Linked DNA regions of Mus musculus: all the other regions are linked to region 3. Evidence: chromatin contacts called from public ChIA-PET data. All regions are on one chromosome and are shown on one strand. The core of a region is the stretch at or near the end of the contact, and the rest is flanking DNA. Distances in the headings are between cores, read along the strand shown.

Region 1 (3,508 bases), core at 507-3,006, 530 kb after region 3:
AGCGGCTTTTGTAGCCAGTTGTTTCCTGGGTGCTTTACCACCGGTGGATTTGCGGGCAGTCTGCTTTGTACGAGCCATGGTAAGGACACCTCCTTACTTACCTATCAGTGTTTAAAAAACAAAAAATATCGGATTCAACTAAAACATAACAGTATTCCTGCCAGAACCCCCCCCCCCCAAATCTGGAAATTAATCAGTATGGGGGAGGGGGGGGGACTGTTATATAATTAGTTTGGAAGGGCGCGGATTACATCTATCGCCCAAACATGATTTAAAACAAACTAGAAAATTGTCAGCATTTATACTTTATAAAGCTATTTCCGAGCGATAAAACAGCCAAAACCAGAGAGACGCCCCCCACCATGGCTTTCGATCCAATTCATTTAATTAAAGTAGAAATTAGAAACGTCTGCAAACATTCGATCACAAACAAGTCAAATGAACGAAGCCACAAACACAGAAAGGTCGAGTCAAATTACAGCCAAAAAAAAAAAAAAGAAAAAGAAAAAAAAGAAAGAAAAAGGTTTCAGCGCCCCCCCCCCGCTCGGTTTGCTGCCCCCCTCTCGCGCCTGGCAGTTGGGTTGCTGTAAATATCTAAAAACATTCTTGAGGTTTGTTTCTTTATAGTTATGTTGACAAAAAGGCGTCTCGAAATGCAAGAACAACAGCCATCGCCAGTGAGCATTCCACAAAGCCCGTCCCCCTCCCGGGCTTCGCTATGGAAGCCGACTGCCCCGCACCCAGGCTTAATTAGCGCTCGACACCGGCCGCCCGGCCCACCCAGCACCACATAAACTTTTGGTTCTGCCTCCCCTGGGTCCCTAGGTTCGGGGTACCGGACCTGCCCGTCTCGGTCCCCGCACCCCGCGCTGGCAACGAGCGACTCGGCTCCCGAAGACTAGCACAAAATGGAAACAATTGGAAACGTATCCGATTCCCTTCCAGAGAGACAAACAGCAAATCGTTCGAAAATACCCCATCCCCTGCCACGTGCCGCTCTCCAAAAATGCAAAAGTTCTTTTTTTTTGTTTTCTGCATTTCATAAGCATCGTTTCTTTTTCTCCAAAAAAGGCAAAAAAATGTTCTTAAAATTTTTTCCTTCCATTTTAAAATGGGGAAGAGAGAAACGGGGGGAAAAAAAATATGGTCGGTGACCAGAGAAGAGAGACAAGATGGTGAAGCTCAGGCACAACTGTGGAGAGGCAGCAAAAAGCGAGTTAGCCCGGGGTGGAAAGCGGCGGCGATTTTACCCCCTTTGCGCCCGAAAAACTGGGGCCTGGGACCCGGAGGCGGCAGTTAAGAGGCTCGCGCGGGACATGGTGAAGGTCTGGGGTCCCGGGAAGGGGCAGCGGGAGGGATTTCACCGAAGAAAGAGGAGCCCGCGGCGCCGGAGGGAGACAGGCTCGACGCCGCGGCGGTGCCACTGCTGGGCTGAGACGGAGAGACCGGGGAGCCGCCGCCGCCACCGCCCGCGGAAGGCAAACTCGCTCCCCATCTCCATTTCTGCGCCAAAAAGTTTGCGGGTCGAGCCCGGGGGGACTGTGGGTGCCTCCGTGGGCCCCTACGAGGCCGACGGCGAGCGGAGCCCGGCTCCGGGAAGGCGGGCAAACGGAGAAACTTACCCCCCTTCTCCTTCGGCTGGAGCTCGGCAAGCGAGAGGCGGCGCTGGCGTTGGAGAGCGGCAGCGGCGCGGCGAAGGCTGCGAACACAATTGAAAGATGGCTGACACCGAGGCTTTCCCCTACACACGCCGCCCCGCCCCGCGCCGCGCTCCAGCCAATCACACACAATGGAGGGAAGGCTCGGCCCCGCCCAGGGCCCCCGCGCGCCCCGCCCCTCCCCTCCCCCCGCGCGCTCGTTCGCTGGCGCGCGCTCGCTCCTCCCCCGCGCGCCGCCCGCCCATTCCTCCCGCCGCCTCTCGCGGTGTGTACAAACACAAAAGACACGCCGAGGGGCCCGCCGAGGGGCCGTCTGCCCTAGTCCGTCCCCGGCCCACACTCCCTCCCCGTCGGACGCAGGCGTTAAGTGAGCCCCCGAAGCCCAGCTTTGGGGTGCACAGCGGGGGGTGTGGGGGCGGGGAGGGCGGCGCGGGCTGCGGACCAGCGCCCGGCCTGCGGGGGGAGGGGCATCGCCCCCGCGCGCGCCCCCGAGGTTCCCGGCCCGTGTGGGGGCGGGGAGAAGGCCGGGACCGTACGGTCGCCGCGCCCCAGTTGAAAACGCGCCCAAGCGGGAAGCTAGCTGGCAAAGTGGAAGCCCCAGTCCCGCGCCCACTTTCGGACCGCGCGGCGCGCCAGGGGCGGGGGACCCGCGGGCCTCTTCCCGCCTTCGCTCCCCGCCGAGCGCGGGCCGGTCCGGAGGCTCGGGCCAAGTCGCCTGAGGACAAGTCGGTCGCAGACTCTAGCCCCGGGAGAGGAGGGGCAGCCTGCGGGGCAGTGCGGAGACTGTCAGCGCGTCGCAGGTGGTGGCACCGGGGCCGAGGGACAGGGCTCGCCCTCTTCCTAGGCCGCGGTTCTTGGTGCAAGATGGCTGTTATTTTGTAAGCCTCTGAGACAATGTGCAACACAGCTGTAGCAGTCTAAGGCAGAGTAGGCCTTTCCACCCCTTCGCTGTTTGGAGGAGCGCTGCAGAAATCTCGTGACATAAGAGTCTAATGTCAGACACAGGAGGCTGAAACGGCAGGTAGAAGGAAAAGCTGTTTCCCGCTTTCCTTCTGCCCAGTAGCTTGGGCAACAGACTGCATAGCTCAAGTTCTCATTAAGTGACCCACAAACATCTGAACCGTCCCCAGGTGGTATTGACCAGGCTACACAACTCTGGGTGAAGGCTTTCGGTAGAAGAGTCACAAAGGTCCCGTAGGGTACTGATGAAGGACAGTAGCATACATGTAATCTGAAGACCTCTCAAAGCAGTCTTATCATGAACATTATCCTGAAACAGATATGTGGAAATCAGATATGAGAGAAGAAATGGATTTGGCCAAGGTCACTGAACTGAGGAACAGACCCTAGAGGGAAAAAAAACAACAACCCAGGCCTCCTGTTTCATTATTATTTAATGAGTGTTAAGTGTTGATGAACACATGCAATCTGCGATACTACCCTAAATGCACATATGCAAAAAACCCTCCACAGAGCTGCCAGTGAAAAATTCCTATAATTTGAGCCAAGAAGCATTTTTTCCCCTCTTGCTTGTTTGTGTTTTGTTTTCAGGAAACTAAAATATTTGTTGCTGGATTTATCCAAGAAGGCTGTTACATATCAATTGAATCAGTCATATCTTCAAGAAATGTTAGCTTGTCATAGATAGTACTATCTATGTATGCTAGGTTTCCTCATACATTCTTCCTGGCTTTAAGCAGATGTTTCTAAGGGATGGAAGGACCTTGTCTGGTGAACTACTTCGTGTGGATTGTGGGTTCTGTGAACCGACTGAAGTTGCCCATCTCTGACATGGAAATAGTAGTTACTTGTGTGATGGTAGTCCGCAAGCTCTTTCTGGAAATATGACT
Region 2 (3,388 bases), core at 771-3,270, 570 kb after region 3:
GTATGACAACATAGCTCCAGCAGCCAAGCTAACCAGTTGTTTCTAGCTCTTTCCTCAGTTAGTATATATCATGTTCTTGGCCATGCCTTTCAACTCTGAAGTCTCATTCTCTCTCTCACTATTTAAATGAATTTATAGGTACCAATTCAAATTGGTTTCTGTATCCTCCGAGTAGAATGTCCTAAGTTAGTGGAAAATATGTTTCTTTAGATGCACACCAGGAATAATTAAGTTAGACTGTAATCCATCAAACAGCCAACTAATATTTATGTAACATCTATTTTGTGTATTTCACGGTGTAAGGAGCTCATTGTGAAGGTTTAACAGATTATAGATTGCTCAAGAGGTCTGTGTCCTTGAAAAGCTAATAATGGTTATTTTGTATTTTAAATGACAAATGCTTGCTGGTTGCTTGGGTCTTCTTCATAACAGAGATTTAAATATAACCGAGGGGTAAAGAGTGAATTCATTCAGACATTAGGTTTTTGGAGAGCAGTAGTAGATAGTTGTAATAAATGACGTGGACTTTTCTTGTTAGAAGGGAATCCTTCTGGGACTTTCCAGCTTACAAAGCATTATTCTGACAAAGAAATGTTACATAACCCTAAACTGACCATGATCTGGTTCCTTGCAGAAGAAGAAGCTGCCAGGCTCTTGAAATGGTCATTTGATTCCCAAAAGGTGAAAAAAATAAATTAGCAGTTAGGACCACATGCTAACGGACAGAATGGGAAAAGATGGAAGGTCACATGCTTCCCAGTTTGTCTGGAAGGTCACATGCTTCCCAGTTTGTCCTGCTTACGTATCGGATGAGACGCCTGTAGGCCTCTGGGTTACTACTACAACACTCATAAAATACTGCTTCTATGCACAACATGCTTTGTGTAATTATTCTTCATCTCCTGGAATCTTCATGGAGGCCCGCTTTCCCGCCTGTGTGCACCAACAGATCTATAACTCCACAGAACTGCAAGTCCTATTTTTGTTCATTTTCACAGTTAAAGGATTTCAAGATTTTGTGCTTTCTCCTCAGCGATTAGTTCCATCGGCCTGCATCTTAACAGCCGAGAATATGGCTCTGCGGGCCAGGGCATCTGTGTTCAGGAGACTGAGTTATCCTCCCGATAATCCTCCCAGCTTCATGCTAGCAGCTTTTAAATTGTTTAGTATTTCAGAGACAACATCATCTCAGCATATTAAATATTAAGGGCCTCCCTCAGCACCCGAACCTTAAAGTTGTTCTCTGTAAAATCTGCGCGAGTGTTCCCAGGGCACAGAAAGAACGTTACAGCGGGGGTTTTTGGAAGCAGTATGGCTATAAACGTCACTCCCGCCCCTGCCGTTCACAAGGGCCCATTTGCTGTGAAATATTTTGAAAACACAGCTGAAGCGGGGACAGCGCAGAGCGCAAACATGCAAAAATAGGAACGAGCCGAACGTGATGGAAGGAACGTGAAGGGGGGTTCAGGAAATGAACATAAACCTCTAGGGAACTACGCAGGCCGGGGCTGCGGTTTGGGGACCACTGGGGGCCGTTCTCTAGGACTGGGAGGCCTCGCGGGTAGAGGAAGCCGTTTTTCTCCCCGCAGCACCGGGAAGCAGTGGCTGCCTGGGACACAGCCCTCCCAATCCCAAAAATAGCTGCACAAACCGGAGTGGCGCGCTGGCCTGCGGCGCTGGGCGGAGCCACGGGCAGCTTATCACCCCCAGCCAAAGCGCTGTAGCCCAAGCGCAGCAACCGCGCCCAGAGCTCGCCCTTTATAGCCAGTCCCTTGAGCCCCGCCCTAGCAACCGCCCCTAGCAACGCCTAGCTCCAGCGCTCCGCGGTCTTATCGGCCTCAGGCAGGCCTTTCCTGTCCCCCTCCCCCACGCCAGCTCGCGTGACGCCGGGCCACGTGACCGCCTTCCGGAAAGGCGGGGGTGAGTGGTGGAAACCCGGGAGGCGGGGCGCTGGAAGACGAGGCCTTCCGTCATCGAGATGCGACCGGATGGCTGTGTCGCCTAGTGCCTGTCGCAGTCCAGAGGTTCCGTCACCAGACGAAATGGCGGAGGCTGCGGTGGTGGCGTGGGTTCGCGGCCCCGGTACCGTGTGGAAGGCGCTGCCGTGTGCCTCGGTTGGGTGCTCCGTGCGCGATGTGATCTACCGACACTGCCAGGAACAGGTGAGGATGGCGGTTCCCGGGAAATGGGGGAAAGAGATCACCAAGCCAGGCTGGGTTCGTCGTTGGGTGTTTCTGACTAATATGGGGACATTCCTCTGCTAGTCTATGGCAGTCGTTGTTTTGTCCCCACGTCGTAAGAGAATCTCCGTCCATTTACTGCGCTTTGTCCAACCTCGACTACAAACTCTCGTTCTGTTTCTTTTATCCCCCCAAATGATACCTTTAAGGTTCTCTTCTTACATTCACATTATAGATAGGAATATGCTTTCTTACCGACCCTCAGGACACCCATCCAGGCCAAAGAACGGTTAGAGAAGGATATGGAGTCATCCTGACAGAGCCAATCACTCACAGATATTCTTGGGCCTCTTTAGACTCTGCCATGTGGATATAAAACCCTGGTTAAGTGCTTCTAAAGTTTTAAGCTTTAATTCCCAAAGAAGCAGGCTTATACTGACTAGGAAATCTCAAACCTCTTCAATCATCTAAAGAGTTTACTGGGTTCCCTGAGTCTAATTTTAATCTGGGCGTTTGGTATAGAACAGTTTTTCTGTATGACTGCGCCTTCGTTGTAGTCTGTTTTCTCTGCTTGTTATGTAGAAACATAACAAATGTTAAAATACCAAATCTGTTCCTAAAGAGACTTGGATGAGTTCCAAGAAGAATATGTGATTTTCTAATTTCTTTGTCCTTTAAAAAACAAGGACAAGAAAGTCTTTCCTTGTAGCCCAGGATGTTCTGAACATACTGGAGGGCTGGGATTATTGGTGTGTCCCACCACATCTAGCCTTTGTTTTCTTCTCTATTCTGCGGTCTAGTAAGAAAAACAGAACCTTTTTTTAGCCATTCGAATTCAGATACTTTCCAAAACAGGTGACTTTTCAATGTATTTGAAGAATAATTTTCAAGTTTTATTTTTAAACTTAAAATTGATCCATAAACAATAGAATCTTAACAATGAGGAGTGTTGGAAATACACTTTTTTGAAAGGACACAGAAATAAGGCTGGGCCTGGTGGTGTATGCCTCTAATCTCAGCACTTGAGAGGTTTGGGGGTTCTTAGCCACGTCTCTATAGTGGTTTTGGGGCAGCCTGGACTATGTGAAACCCTGCTTGAAAGCAAAACAGCCTCCTATCACCTCGTCCTTAGATTTAACAGAGGCACTGTACATGGACTATGGGAGTCCAGACATCCAGAAAAAACCCCCAATAGAATTGAGTTTGGA
Region 3 (3,413 bases), core at 617-3,116:
CTTAGATTTTTCTAAACATTCCTATCTCAGTAGAATTCACACACGATAACGTGCACTTTTAAGTATACAGTTCAATGATTTTCATCAAGTGTGTATGCCTGTGTAAATACCATGGAGCTCCAGATAGAGAATATGATTCTCATACTAAAGAGTTCCAGCCCCCTCCCCTTGTCCTCATTCCCCCCTTCCTTGTCCCCCCCACACACCCTCTTTTGCTCTTGGCTATCAACTCCTCCATTGACCCTCAGCTCCAGGCAAGTACTGTCTTCATTCTGTCCTTCTCTAATGACTCTCTAGTCATTTTAATGACTTCAATTTCTTTTTAGATTTATTTATTTATTTATTTAATGTATGTGAGTACACTGTAGCTGTCTTCATGTAGACCAGAAGAGGGTATCGGATCCCATTACAGACAGTTGTGAGCCACCATGTGGTTGCTGGGAATTGAACTCAGAACCTCTGGAAGAGCAGTCAGTGTTCTTAACCGCTGAGCCATCTCTCCACCCCCCATGATTCCAATTTTAATGAGAATCTACTACAACAATAAGATGGAGTTCTACAGGCTTCCACTTGAAATGCTGCTAAAGGTTCACGGGCAACATAGTTTGTTTGATTGAGACAGGCTCTCCTGTGGCCAAGGCTGGCCTTGAATGTGGTATGTTGTAGAGGCTACCTGGAACTTCTGATCTCCTGCCTCCGCCTTACAAGTGCTGGAATTACAAAAATGTGCAACCATGATGACTCGGGGCCGATTTGAATAGGATAAAAGAGAGCAATCCGTCTGTTACTCAATGTAGGACACACAAAGCTTATCTCTTTGCAGACTCTTTCGCTCGTGGGATCAGATGTGTCATGAACAACTGCCGAGTTCTCTTGACTGCCAAGGGACACCTGCCTGAGTCTTCTGGGTCCCCCACAGGTCTTTTAGATGTAAGGAATCCGTGATGGGTGCCAAGATACATACCAAGCACAGACACTTTGAGGATTCTGGCTCTATCACGCCCATTCTGCAGACCAGAAAGGGCTTCAGCAAACAAAATTTGGAGATGAGTTAGCTGTTCTGCAGTGGCCTCAGGCTCCACCTAACATGTTTCCAGAGAGAGAGGCAAGCCCGGATAACCCACGTAAGTATGTTGCTGTGCCCTTCCTTCCTGGAAGTTTTCGATTTTCTTACCTGGTCATTTTCAACTAAATCTCTAGGTTATGGAAAAAGAAAGATCTCATTTGAATGGAGGAAGCCTCCTAATGGGCACATGTAAATCATGGTTAGAAATGTTTGAATAGCCAGATGGTAGAAACTAGGACTCTAGCATTTCCTGATAAACACAGAGGCCGTTTTGAACTTGTACATGAGTGGTGGCAAGGGCACTTGGATGCAACTTTGTATCTATTAGTTGTTTAACTCCTAGGAGAGGGGAGGCTGGGGAGAGGAGGAACTGTCCACATTCTGGTATACGATACTGTGCTTAGGTATAGCGCTTAATAGTTTAGTGTTTTCAGTGGTTGGGGTTGTCATTTTTCCCATATGACACCGATGTGGATTTCCCCAGGGTCACCTCCCAAAAGAAGTAGGCAGTGACATGGTGACTGCTGTGGGTCTTTCTGTTAGAAAGGCTGCAGATGAGCAGCAAAGACAAGATGGGCCTGCAGTAAGTACAGAGCAGTTTGGGATCGAAGAACCCAGGTTTTCATTTCTAAATGGTAAACCCAAAAGGGTTGGCCCTGAGTTTATGCAACGTCCCTCCGCAGTGTGCCAGCAGTTTGAGAGGCTTGGAGCTGTGCCAGCAGTTTGAGAGGCTCCGCAGGAGAGGTGAAATGACTTTTGTTCTTCCCTCTGTAACTAAAGCTGGCCACACCCTCTGGCATCTGACTGAGTAGGAAAAAGACCTCAGGGTGTTCTGTGCTGGGGACACCAGGTGACTGTACAGAGTCCATGCCAGACAGGAGATTCCAGCAGGTGCAGGGCTGACGAAATACAGAAATGCTGAAATGCGCAAGCGCGGAGGGGTTTCCTGCCTGGGTGGAGCTTCCAGAAGAGTCACCTCCTGCAGGGTGAGGGAGCTACAGGTTCTCCTCCACTCCCCACAGCCTTGCCTGCTCTTCTGCTTCCTCTAGGATGGCTAACTGTACCGGGAACCCTTACTTTGCTTTCATTCTTACAGATTCCAGATCTAAAAATAAAGGTCAAATGGCAAACAGACCGTGCTCTCCAACAGCACCAGCTACTACTATTTACTTAAAGCAAGCTACTAATCAAGGATTTTAAAGCCAAAACACAAGGGGGTGGGGTATAGTCCAGTGTCGTACAGCTACAGAGATTCTCTATGCTTAGTCCTTTTGCTGGCCAAGAAATGATATGCCTTCAAACAGATCTTCAGACATATTCAAAAATTACTCTCAAGTTGTTATTCATATATCATCTGTGTGCCACCTCACTTTGGGTGAGGATGGAACAAGGCAGTAATAATAAAACACGCTCACGTTTATTTTGACTTCACAGATCTTTTGTCTTCCGTCCTCTTGAGGGCCTTGAGGTGTAAGGCATCTGCTATTAGGGACTTGTATGAATCTGTAAGGTCGGTTTGGACATGTGAATCGTCAGCAAAGGGGCCTGGCCTGCAGATGTCTTGCTGACTTCCTTGGTGAGGATATCATCTGATGACAGCTCCAGTAAAGCATATTCATCTTCAAGGCATGTAACAATGCAGCTCTGTTGGCTAGGGGTAATTTTTAGGTCATTATGAACTCCTAAAGTCACAAGATACAGACATCTCTTAATTGACATTCTATCAATTATAATGCTATAATTTAGGATGCTCTGGTGTCTCAGGGAGCTCAAGGGCTAAGGGCACTAAAGTAAGCAAGGTCCCGGGGCTCAGGACAAACACACACATCTCAAAGGCACATGGCATTTCTGGACCTGTGAGCAGGGACTCCTGTGACCCAGCAGGAGTGGCCAAGGGTCTGCCATGCTCAATCACACAGTGTAGCCCCAGCCTGTAAGGCACATGGAAACCGGAAAACCATCCTTGTATGTAGAAGAATTGAATGTATAGCTGGGCAGTGGAGGTTCAAGCCTTTAATCCCAGCACTCGGGAGGCAGAGGCAGGTGGATTTCTGAGTTCGAGGCCAGCCTGGTTTACAGCGTGAGTTCCAGGACAGCCAGGGCTACACAGAGAAACCCTGTCTTGAGAGAGAAAAAAAAAGAATTGAATGTATGGCCTAGAAAACTTAATAAATAGCACATTGATAGATCAATGCTGCCAACACTCATTCAATACTCCAATGTAAGTCCCAGTCTACTTAAGAGACCATCAGTTTTAAGTGTTTTTAAAGCATACCCTAAAACTAAACCAGACTAAAATATTAGGTACGGGTTTGGAAAACAGAGGTGAGTAGCTTCTAAGGCCAGA

The links. ChIA-PET counts read pairs in DNA pulled down with a chosen protein or histone mark.
Region 1: a contact with region 3 is called in an RNA polymerase II ChIA-PET map of memory CD8 T cells, with 44 read pairs. The contact joins the promoter of H3f3a here to the enhancer-like site in region 3. A contact is called at or near these places in 3 of 39 promoter capture datasets (the 3T3-L1 cell line, hippocampal neurons and liver) and 1 of 115 datasets of contacts at active chromatin or transcription factors (memory CD8 T cells).
Region 2: a contact with region 3 is called in an RNA polymerase II ChIA-PET map of memory CD8 T cells, with 7 read pairs. The contact joins the promoter of Sde2 here to the enhancer-like site in region 3. A contact is called at or near these places in 11 of 39 promoter capture datasets (the 3T3-L1 cell line, 3T3-L1-derived adipocytes, the HPC-7 cell line and 6 more) and 3 of 115 datasets of contacts at active chromatin or transcription factors (astrocytes, bone marrow-derived macrophages and memory CD8 T cells).

The regions. Positions count from the first base shown.
Region 1 is chr1:180,811,849-180,815,356 of GRCm38.p6, forward strand. H3f3a (H3.3 histone A) reads right to left here and starts at 1,757. Exons shown (of 4, transcript NM_008210.5): 1 at 1,623-1,757; 2 at 1-101. The coding sequence starts at 78.
Region 2 is chr1:180,849,131-180,852,518 of GRCm38.p6, forward strand. Sde2 (SDE2 telomere maintenance homolog (S. pombe)) reads left to right here and starts at 2,021. Exons shown (of 7, transcript NM_145943.1): 1 at 2,021-2,162. The coding sequence starts at 2,043.
Region 3 is chr1:180,277,960-180,281,372 of GRCm38.p6, forward strand. No RefSeq gene overlaps it. Among named protein-coding and RNA genes, the nearest start is that of Gm31728, 23 kb to the left of the region's middle. Within about 2 kb of position 1,867, at least 112 of the 459 cell types and tissues checked have an H3K27ac peak or open chromatin away from gene starts, as enhancers often do. A contact at or near this core is called in bone marrow-derived macrophages, hematopoietic stem and progenitor cells, liver and 1 more, where this site is marked.